Linked DNA regions of Mus musculus: region 2 is linked to region 1. A link is a contact called in public Hi-C data. All regions are on one chromosome and are shown on one strand. Each heading gives the region's core, a stretch centred on a gene start, on an enhancer-like site or on the middle of the called end of the contact. The rest is flanking DNA. Distances are from core to core; before and after follow the strand shown. Region 1 overlaps Sec16b (SEC16 homolog B (S. cerevisiae)). Region 2 has its middle 140 kb from the start of Gm51655.

Evidence for each region. Hi-C and Micro-C count contacts between places; a contact is called where the count stands out from the background.
Region 2: a contact with region 1 is called in a Hi-C map of cortical neurons, with 4 times the contacts expected there. The contact joins two enhancer-like sites.

Annotation. Positions count from the first base shown.
Region 1 is chr1:157,550,895-157,556,553 of GRCm38.p6, reverse strand. It overlaps Sec16b (SEC16 homolog B (S. cerevisiae)), which reads right to left. Exons shown (of 26, transcript NM_001159986.1): 13 at 5,430-5,547; 14 at 3,510-3,621; 15 at 1,702-1,807. Among named protein-coding and RNA genes, the nearest start is that of Sec16b, 28 kb to the right of the region's middle. Within about 2 kb of position 1,358, at least 44 of the 459 cell types and tissues checked have an H3K27ac peak or open chromatin away from gene starts, as enhancers often do. A contact at or near this core is called in cortical neurons, where this site is marked.
Region 2 is chr1:157,886,563-157,891,643 of GRCm38.p6, reverse strand. No RefSeq gene overlaps it. Among named protein-coding and RNA genes, the nearest start is that of Gm51655, 140 kb to the right of the region's middle. Within about 2 kb of position 3,068, at least 27 of the 459 cell types and tissues checked have an H3K27ac peak or open chromatin away from gene starts, as enhancers often do. A contact at or near this core is called in cortical neurons, where this site is marked.

The DNA.
Region 1 (5,659 bases), core at 109-2,608:
GGATTCAGGGATCACATCAACTCGTCTTTCCAGTCTTGGGTCTCCATTGGAAAGGCAGCAGGGCAGCCCTTTTATCCAGCAGCCTACATCACAGGAAGCCTGGGCATGTGAAGTGCAGCCCCGGCACAAGGGCTTACATGAAGATACAAAACTCTACCATTTGCAGAGGCTGTGAAGCCCACAAGGAAGTGCAGGCAGATGCTGGTGTAGGGAGGAAGAGTCTCCATAGCAGGAGCTATAGGATGAGATCAAACGTGACAGCTCTGGTGTCAAACAAAGTCAATCCAATCCAAACTCATGCTAGCTGGGGGACATTTGGGCTAGCCCCTTTGTCTCTCTGTGCCTCAGCTTCCCTGTTAGAGCATGGACGATGCCACCTAGTCCACTAGAACTATAAAGATAGAATTAGGGGATTCACACAAAGTACTTAGAACAAATGGTATGCACAAGTGAGCTGGTGAGATATAACCAGCCCTTCGAGCCTCGGTTCCAACTTCTGTGAAAGGGAAAACCCCACAGGATTAGAAGTGATATTCAAGATGCACGGCAACACAATGCTGAGTGTGTGAAACAGCCGGTAAGAATAGCTATACTAAGACTACCAGCCCAGAACAACGTCAACAAAACATGTGGGCGGGATGAATAACGAAGGGAAAGAAAAGCAACCAAAGTGCCTACGCTGGAGCCCTGTGGAGGAGCAGCTAGGCAAGGCAAAACTCTCAGAAAGGAGAGGCTAAATGGGTCATGTATTTACAATACAGGGACTCATTCCCAAGGTTACGTGTGTTCTGTGTTGAGTGTGCGTTGCTATTGTAGCTGTGTACATTCTCAACAGCGGACCTTGAGGATATCCATTTAGACAAGGTCTCAGGCCTGAAGAAGGTACTTAAGGCAGAAAAGAAAGGTACCTTCCCATAAAAGGGAAAGAAAATACAGAGTAGTGTCGAGTGAATGGGAGATGGGGACCTTGGAGTCAGTGCTGTGGCTGAGATAGTCCTATTCCCAGCCCAGAAACAAACTACCTCGGTTTTATGCCAGTTTGCTGCAAGGCTTCAGTGAAGTTCACACTCCACACCAGCAAGAGACGCGAGAAAAGGCCACTGGGTAGCAGGTCTCAAAACACATAGGGGATCGGACTGGAGGATGACGCGATGCCTACGGACATAGGGTAGCAACGAGATGCCAAACAGAGGGGCTGAGGGGAGAGAAAAGAGCCTGGCAGTGCGGTTGCCACCTATACAACTGAAACCCTGAGAAGAAAGAGAGAATGGACTAAGGCCAGAGCAGGAGGGAAGCTCCTGAGAAAGGGGGAGTGGTCAGAAGGTGAGCTGTCAGAGGGACCAGAGGGCTGTAGGAGCTGAGGAGGAGCTGAGCGGAAGTGCTAGGAGAGAAGAGCCCAGGGCAGCAGGAGGACAGGAAGGGAGGGAGGGGCAGAACTGCAGCAAGATTTCCGCATGTATGCCTCCAGCAAAGACTTCTGAACCGTTTGCTTTCATGCTGTAAAATTCTGACCTTCCGGGAACATAAAAAGAAACCCTAAGCCTTCCCGCACTCCCGTTAAAGAGGACAAATGCAGGAGATGACTTGGCCGGTGGTACCAGGTGCCAAACAGCAAGGCTAAGAACCTGGCTGCCCACAACCTAGACACAGCATCGCTGATGGCCGCCCCGCCCCGCCCCGCCCCCCTCGGGGTTCAGTTACCTGGAAAGAAGGGATGAAGGATTTGGGGCGGCCCAGCATCTGGCAGTACTCGAAGATTTCCGTCCGCTGGATAGCCTCAATTGTTGCAAATTTCATAAACTCTTGACTAAAAGCAGGGAATAACAAGAACAGAGGTGAGGCGGAGATGCTGCTCTCAGGCAGGTCTATAAGAGGAAAGAGCCTGTGGGCTCAAGATAGACTGCACTTCCTCCTTGACCTCCATCTCTTTAGGTTTGGGCAATAAGTGAGAGTGCCAGCACTTCTAGAAGAGCCTGCTTGTGAGGAGGAGGCTCTGCACCTCCCTTAACATCCCCCTTCAACACCTCCCACTTCAACCTCCTAAAAACTAGTCCTCAGCCCTCAGCCCTCAGCCCTCAGCCCTCAGTCCTCAGCCCTCAGCCCTCAGCCCTCAGCCCTCAGCCCTCAGCCTGGCATGCCCCAGGAAAGACAGAGCAGCCTGAGCTTGCCAAGTGCAAAAGAGGAAGCCGTGGAGTCCAGGAGCACCACAGATGGCCTGGCACAGACTGGGGAGGACAATGGAGCCAGAAAGAAATGACAGATCTTGCACAGGAAGTTCATCCGGCCAGTGAGGAAAGAAAACAGGTGAATGTGATACACACACACATACACACACACACACACACACACACACTTGCCGTCTCCCCTCTACAGCTTGCCAGGTGCCCTATATTCCAGTCATCAGAATAATTCCAGAAGCTAACATATCTCAAGAAACTCCCCCAGGAGTCATGAACATGGGCTATAGGAAGCGAGGTACCTTTATGGGCTTGCTTAGCCCAGACAGACTGCCTTGAGAAGATGACTCTTCTATCTGAGCCCAGGCTCAAGAGAAGAATCTGTGAGGAGCACCGATTGCTATGGTGGTAGAGGATTAGGAATATCAGCTACAACTTTTGCTCCTGCAACCTTACTGTCTAGACTCCAAGTCCATCCTGATGGTGCACCCGAGAGGCTACCTTAGACAAGGCTTTCAATCCCTCAATACCTTGCTTCCCCGGTGCAGTTACCTTTTTATAAAGTAAATCTGTAACAAAGCAAACATTGCAAAGACACTGATAGCTCTGCATCTCAGAAATGTCTTCTTTCTCTCTCTTGAGACAGGTTCGTAGCCCTGGCTGGCTGGCTAGCCTAGAACTCATTGCACCACCCTGGCTAGCATTGGCCTTGCTACAATCCCCCTGTCTATACCTCTTGACTGCTAGAATTCTAGGAGCGCAATACCATGACTGCTCAGAAATCACAACTATTAAGGAGAAAGAGGTAGAAAGATCCAGAACAGTGAGGACCACCCAGGGTAAGATTATCTGCTTCAACTCACTCTTTCTCCAGGGCTTTGGGGTCCTTGGGGGGGGGGGGGAAACACCCTGATATGTGGCTACCAGAAAACAAGTGACTGATGCAGAAGGTTCCAAAGAGCTTGTGCTCCAAATTAATATATTGAAGTAGTATGGAGGCCCCAAAAAGTAGGCTCCTAGAATAAGCCCAGGGCTGCCCAAAATATACTATTGTAAACTTCATTTTTCTATGTTATCTCTGGTTGTGGAGCTAGGCTGCCACCCAGTGGCCAGAAGAGTTCAACACACACCAAGAGCACTAACAGCACCAAAGGCCCTCTGGTGGTGTGATGTGGCACCCTCTGGTCACCTTGCCTAGACTAATGCAGAAGATAGAGAGGAAGAGCGGGCAGTAGCGGAAATTTACACAAGAAAATGAGTAGTGAAGCCATGAAACCCAGTAAGGGCTAAAATAACCCGTGCAAATCATCTTTACAAAAGTCACATACGTACCTGTGGCTACTGCCCACCAAGGCCAGATGATCTGTCTTCACCGTATAGTGACCAAAGGGCACATGAGCCATGAGATAGCAGAAGTGAGATGCCTCCACAAGCCCTTTTCCAGCTGCAGGAGGAGAACAAGAGCCCAGGCGTGAGGCACACCCTGTGGGACCCAGTGTCTGAGTAGAACAGAGAGTTAAATAGTGGACCCCAGGGTCAGAGCGGAAACCTGATATGAATAAACCAGGGGAGTTCTTGTGACATCTCCCTTTCCTTCCCTCCTGCATCAGTGTTTCTGACCTCAGATCCTGCATTTCAGTTCTCATCAGCCACAACCAGGATGCTGTGTGCTGTTTCACGTCCCCCTGATGAGTTTTTCATTGGGAATTTTCTAAAAGTCATGGTCATTCCTGGGGCTGAGAATCGAGACAAGATGCCTATACCTAAGTAAAGTAGGACATCAGAAACGGATTTTAAACATCCTTGTGGGGTGTGGCTGCTTCCTTGTGGGGTGTGGCTGCTTGTGGGGTGTGGCTGCTTCCTTGTGGGGTGTGGCTGCTTCCTTGTGGGGTGTGGCTGCTTCCTTGTGGGGTGTGGCTGCTTCCTTGTGGGGTGTGGCTGCTTGTGGGGTGTGGCTGCTTCCTTGTGGGGTGTGGCTGCTTCCTTGTGGGGTGTGGCTGCTTCCTTGTGGGGTGTGGCTGCTTCCTTGTGGGGTGTGGCTGCTTCCTTGTGGGGTGTGGCTGCTTGTGGGGTGTGGCTGCTTCCTCTACTGAAGTTGGATGATTGAAGACTTTTCCTGTGCTCATAAAAAATCACATCAATTACCAAGTTGTTCCTGACTTTTAAATGTTCTCCAAACATTTTCTACTACTTTAAACTCGAATTAAGTGGGTGTGACAGTCAATCTTCATTGTCAACTTGAATAGACTATCTTAGGAAATACCTCTGGGTGTGACCTTCAGGGTGCTTCCAGAAAGGTTTAACTGAATCGGGAGGACTCATTTGGAGTGTGGGAGGCACTATCCTCTGGGCTAGGATCTAGGAGTGAAGAGAAAGAGAGGGAAGGAGCCCATCACCCATCTCTGCTTCCTGGCCGTGAACACCAGGCCTCTAGTCACATCTCAACCGTCTGCCGTGACAGACTGTGTTTCCTAGAACTGTGAGCCAGAGAAACCCCCTTGCTTAAGTTGGTTTGGTCGGCCATTTTGCCACAGCAGTGAGAAAATGGCTAACAGCGGGTGAAGTACAGAGTCTGGTGCCCAATAGACATGGGTCCCCTTTCAAGCAGACAGCTGGGTCACAACCTTACAGAGGGCTGCTTCAAATTCAGAAGAGCAGTTGTTCACAGCGTTCCACAAAGAACACCATGGTTTCTAAAAGTTAGACCAAATTTGTGAAGTAGAGATCTGGATATCCTGTAGACATTCCACACTTGTAAGGCCCTGTTCTCAGACAGATAATAGAAATAAAGACAGAAAGCTACCAAGGTGGTTTAGGCAAAAGCAGCATTTCCCATCTGAAGTCCCCGAGGCAAGAGGAAGTGGCACGCCCCTGTGTTAGCTCAAGGTAAAGGCACCTCACCTGTAAGTAGAAAGTGAAGAGGAGGCTATATAGCAATGGAAACACAACGCTCCCAGTGGGAATTCTGGGAAACAGATATGGAAAAACAAACAAACACACAAACATAGCAAAAGCAGATGAAGGTACCTTTCCCTGGGGTTTCTTAACCAGGAGGCTAACAGCGGCAAGATTACAGTTATAAAGTAACAACTAAATAGTTTTATGGTTGGGGTTGGGGTGGGGGTCACCACAGCATGAGGAACTGTATCAAAGGTGCTAGCATTAGGAAAGTTGAGAAACACTAGGAAACACTAAACTAATGTCAGACATGGAAAGTTGCCCCAGGGAAGGCGTAAGCCAATTTCTGCTTACCCAGGGTATCCCCCATGCTGACAATCGCTCGCTGGTACAACTCTGTATCTCCAGCCTGATTTGACAGGATCACAGCCAAGTGGGGCCGCCAGTCTCCCCACTGTTTGTCTCCACAAACCTGAAAAATAATAACGAATTACAGAATCATTTACCACAAACCAGGGTGTAGTTAAGAAGGCTGCTGTTTATTCGTAGGTATGGAGTTCAAGGAATGTCTGCTATGCTATTGA
Region 2 (5,081 bases), core at 1,819-4,318, 330 kb before region 1:
TCCTCAAACATGTCGCTTCCATCTTTTCAGTCCTTGGGATGAGACTTCTCTCAGCGCTGGGCTCCCAGAGCTTACATCTTTCCTTCCCACCAGAGAGGGCTTCCACTTTTGCAAACCCCAAGCGCTCACGGTAGAAGGAAATTTTTCCAACACAGCTCTCTTCTTTCCCTCCCTCCCTTGAAATTTTTTCCATGTGAGTGCTCCTGTAGATTCCGGTGTGAGGCAACAAAACTGAAACAGGAACTGCCTGCAAAGCACCACCACTGTTTATCTAAGGACTCAGAAATGATATGCAGATCACATGCAAATGAACCCATGGCCCTCTTAACTAATTTGCTACACCTGGATGTGGCTCTTAGGAAAAGCCTAATGGAGACACCTGCTATGATCACTGGAAGAATAGTCCTCTTGGTGGTATTTCACCCCTTCTGTTTCTGCTACCAGTTCTAACTAGGGAAACCAGTGAGCTGCTGCAAAACAATAACTAAGGGTTGGAATAGATAGTAGCCACTGAATTCCTCTCAAGCTGTCGTGATTTTGTACTGAGAAATTACCAAGAGACATCAAGCTACCCATCAAATGCAAAGCACACAATATACATCTTACAACAAGGGACATAGGGGAAATTAGTCAGAAGAACTGATATTTTCAGGCTCTGTCTTTTGTGGTGAGAGTAAGATGGTGTCCAGTGTCTGTTCTCTGGAAGAGGCATATGAGCCTTAATCTCCCAGATAGCTCCCAGCTGTCAGCAGGGGGCAGGAAAGGGGAGAGGGCAGCAGAGAGAAGCAGTTGGACCAAGCTGGCTTATTGTTTGGAACATCCTCTGATCTTGGGTTGAGCGACAGTTCTCTGATGATCCCATACCGAAGTGAAAGAAAGCAAATTATGTTCTCTCCTCGATTTGCTCTGCACTGGAGAAGCTGCTCTCTGGGTCTGCTGCACTGGCTTCCCAGCTAAGCCCTTTCCTTGAAGTCTCCTGCCCACCCAGATCCTACAGAGAAATTGGTACATTAGGTTTAGGATAGGTCAGGATCAGTCATGCTCAAAATTCACAAATATGTGTGTGCTATGGAAGAAATAGGGTGGAGGAGGAGGGAAATGTGTAAAATAGAGGTTACAGAGTAGGTGGTTGAAATGCCTTGCCATGTTTTATAGTAACCTACACAGCAGTATTTCAGGGGATGGGGTGGAATGGGGAAAGAGATAAAGATAGAGATAGAGATGAAGATAAAGAGATAGACATAAAGACAGAGAGCTAGAGATGAGAGAGAGACAGAGACAGAGACAGAGACAAAGAATAGATAAACACAAACTGCTTCCCAGAACTAAACACAAATCATGAATGAGTAAATCTGGCCATGGGTGCTAGATCCTTAAGACCCAGGGTAGTAGTTTTAAGGGGATTCGGCATTAGGGCATACAATGTCTTTCTCTCAGAATCAATCAGGTTTCTATCAGGAGAAGCAGATCCACCAGGATATTTTCATAGCAGACACAAAAAGAGGCGGAGTGAGCAGCTGGTTGATTGTTGAGTAGGCATGCAGGTGGATGGTGGGTACACCTATCACAGGGATTGACTTTATGCAACTCGGAGACTTCCTTAACAGCCATGGTGCCGGGGGCACGGGCTTGAAGACTACAAGATAGGCAGGAAGTTGGTAGGAAATGAGAACAAAGGAGAACCCACACTCCCAACAATATTCTAAAGTGCCTGTTAGCCCATGTTGCCTCTCACCTTGGTGGGATCGCCATCCTGTGGAGCTAATCACTCAAGCTTGACCCAGAATCAGAGAATCTTGGGAAAAACAGAATGTCGAGGAATTGCTTGCCAGCTTGCATCTCTCTGCTGACAAGGTAAGTCATCAGGTCAGCAGCAAAAAGTGAAAGTTTCTGAGCATCTGTAGCTTCACATTCATTCCCTCCCAAACCATGAGGTTAGTCTAACAGAAAACAAGTATGAAAGGAGAATTCTGGGAAGTGTAGTTCACCTGCCCTAGATAGCCCCAAATTGCTATTTAGAGCCCCTCTAAGCCACAGCAACAGGCTAGGGACCAGCTATCCTAACTCAGGGACTTGGCCTTGAAGCCCTGAACTACAGTAGAGCTGTGAACACAGAAACACATCTGAGTGAAAAAGTTCATAGGGCCACTCAGACAGGCCAAGGCCAATAATGGAAAGAGAAGCCTTCATGACCCAGTTTTCTCAGTGCCAGGGCGCATGGACCATGTGAAATGACCACACATTGCCTCTGCCCATCCTACCTGACAGATGTCTGTCCTTCCTCCTAGGTAATGCCTTAAATCACTTCAGCCTTCAACCCTGATCATTACAGAAGTCGGCTGCAGCCCCGCCCACCTGGAGGAAGCAGACAGGAAGTAATCTTTTATTCATTTCTCATTCTGATAACCTGTTTCATCATAGTTAGTTGGATTTAACTAGCGCTACTGTAAAAACAAAACCAAAATCAGATGTGGGGTACTGGAGTCCTATATGTCGCGGTGGCGTGCGGACGTGCACAGGGGTTATTTATCTCCTCATTAACTCAGGCATGGCTTTGCCAGCATCCAGGCAGCAGGCAGAGGACTCAACATGTGGGTGCCTCCTCATACAGGGCAAGTGCATCTAAAGGGATAGTGATGATCTAGACGGTCAGTGCTACTCCCTGGCATTCCTCTTAGCAAGGAAGTCTCAGAAACGCCTCCATTGCCTCACAGCCCCAAGGGAATGTCTGCCATTCAATCCTAGCACGGCCTGTTTCCACACAGCAGACATGCTCCACAGTGCTGATGCTCAATCTAACTTACCAGATGGCATTGAAAAGTCACAGCTTCTGTTTTTCTTACCCTGACAAGGTTTCAGAAGGGTAGAAATGGAACACTTCTTCCAAGTGAAATAGTGTCTGTTCTGGTACTGTGGAAACTTCATTCCAACAGAAGCGGGGAGGGTGTCGAGGCTCGCATATGTGTGCATGCACGTGTCTGTGTTCCCTTATGAGCAGAGCAGAGTCTGGGGTGGGGAGAGGGATGGCGTAATCCCTAACAATGTAATCTCCTCTGCTGTCCTTGCAGTTTCGAGTGCTAAAAAAATGAGTACCTCGGGTCACAGAACAGGCGCCGTCACCAGTGGCGTGCTTTAAGTGAAAGCAAATTAAGTGTACAAGCACTTAACTCAAAATCAGTCTTCACAGCTTAGAATATCAAGAGCATCATCTTAATGGAAGGCATCAGCCAGGACAGAAATGGGGCTCTGCTCTTTATATGGTACCTTCTATTAGCAAGCCGTGCAATGCTCTTGTAAATTATGAATTGCTAGGCAAAGCAGCTCAGGAGATCTGGTCAAGGTCACTGGGGATCCTAGGTCCAAGGATACACAGAGTAGCGGAAGCTGAGAAACAGATAACGTGTATCAGAGAAAGCAGTGAGGAATTCTGAGGGCAAAGATCAGAATCAGGATGTGAGCACTCCTCCTTGTTCGTGCCTGTGTGATAAGTTCCTTACCCACTGAGCCATCTCTTTATTTAGGGATTCATCTCAGTCCATGACTGGTTGTTCTGAAAAATGAAGGAGAGCATTTTTCCCACTCTGCAGAAATATGAGAGGTTCAAGGGCTGAAGAAATGGCTCAGTGAATAAAGAATTTATCATATAAGAAGGGGCATCCATGAAATTTCTGTGGGCAAGGTGTTTCCCTTGTAATACTCAGAGAGACAGGGGATTCTTGGAGTAAGCTAAGATAGCAAGATAGGAGTTTGGTAAGAGACCTCATTTCAAGATATAATGTGAAGACATCAAGGAAGACACCTGCTATCAACCGCAGGCCTCCAGATGCCCTCTCCATACTTGCACACGTGCAAATACACCAAGGTTCTTTACTTAACTAAGAAGTATCTCCTGGATCTCCCGGGTCTCATCGTTAGCACCAGTGGTCCACTGACTCTAACACCTCCTCTTGCCTCTTTGGTAACCAATCTTCTACTTTCCACCTCAGATAAACACATTCTTTAAGAGTACAGCCTTTGCATCAGACCCAGACAAACAAGTATAGATCTATGTGAGCTGGCTGTAACACAAGAAAGATTTTGTCTTCTACTTCATAATCTGTATCTTTATTCACTAAACACCACACTCAAAGCACTGTGAGGAAAAGGTGGTCCCTGTATTGGTCAGAGCACAAAGAGGATTCAGCCAGATTCTGGCATCATTAAACTGGTCAACCAGCTGCAAGACATTACCAGCTGCCATGTTAATCATTAATGAGGCAGACAGTGCCTGTTGCCTGCGTAGTGAACCAAACATTATGACTTGGGTTTTCATTTCATTTAAAATTAACTCACTGAATGAAGACTCTGCCTCCAGCTTGTGAGAGACAGAGCTGTTGGCACAAAGAATGGACTGGCAGGCCAGAAGCACAAAGGGAACATGAAGTCCCTCACAGACATGATCAAACTGTTTGCATGCAGGCCTTGGCTTTTAATTCAACTCAGTCCCACTTTCTTAAAGACCCTGCTCAAAATATCCCTGTGTTTGCAAGCAGAGCCTCTCTGTGTCACTGTCCCTTCCTCTTGTGGCTTGTCCCAGTGCCTCTTCAAATCACCTTTATAGGAGCTGAGAATGAAGCAAAGGGGGAAGAAAACAATCCCATTTTCTGATTTGAGGATGTGCTTTCTTTTTCAAGAAAGACAAAATGCAGCTTTAAAAACATTTTATTATATTTAAAAACAAAAGGAAAGAGATGGAATTGACACAGAGAATCCAGGTGAACCCACATTTTTCATTCAGTAATGAAATAATAATTTTTCACCTCTACCAACATCTAGAAACTCCTAATCTACCTTATGTACTGTGAATTTTTCTATTATAGATATTTCATGCTGGTATAATGTGAACACATACTACTTCTCCTTTTATCTTATAATTATCTGTATACCTTCAGGTTTCTTCTCCCTTGTCGAGGTTCACTCTTTTCATGAGAGTAGTATTTCACTGCTTACATGTGCCATGTTATTTATCCAGGCATCTGTCCTTCAGCATAGGCCATTTCTACCTTTTGGCTAATGCTGCAATCATCATCATCATCATCATC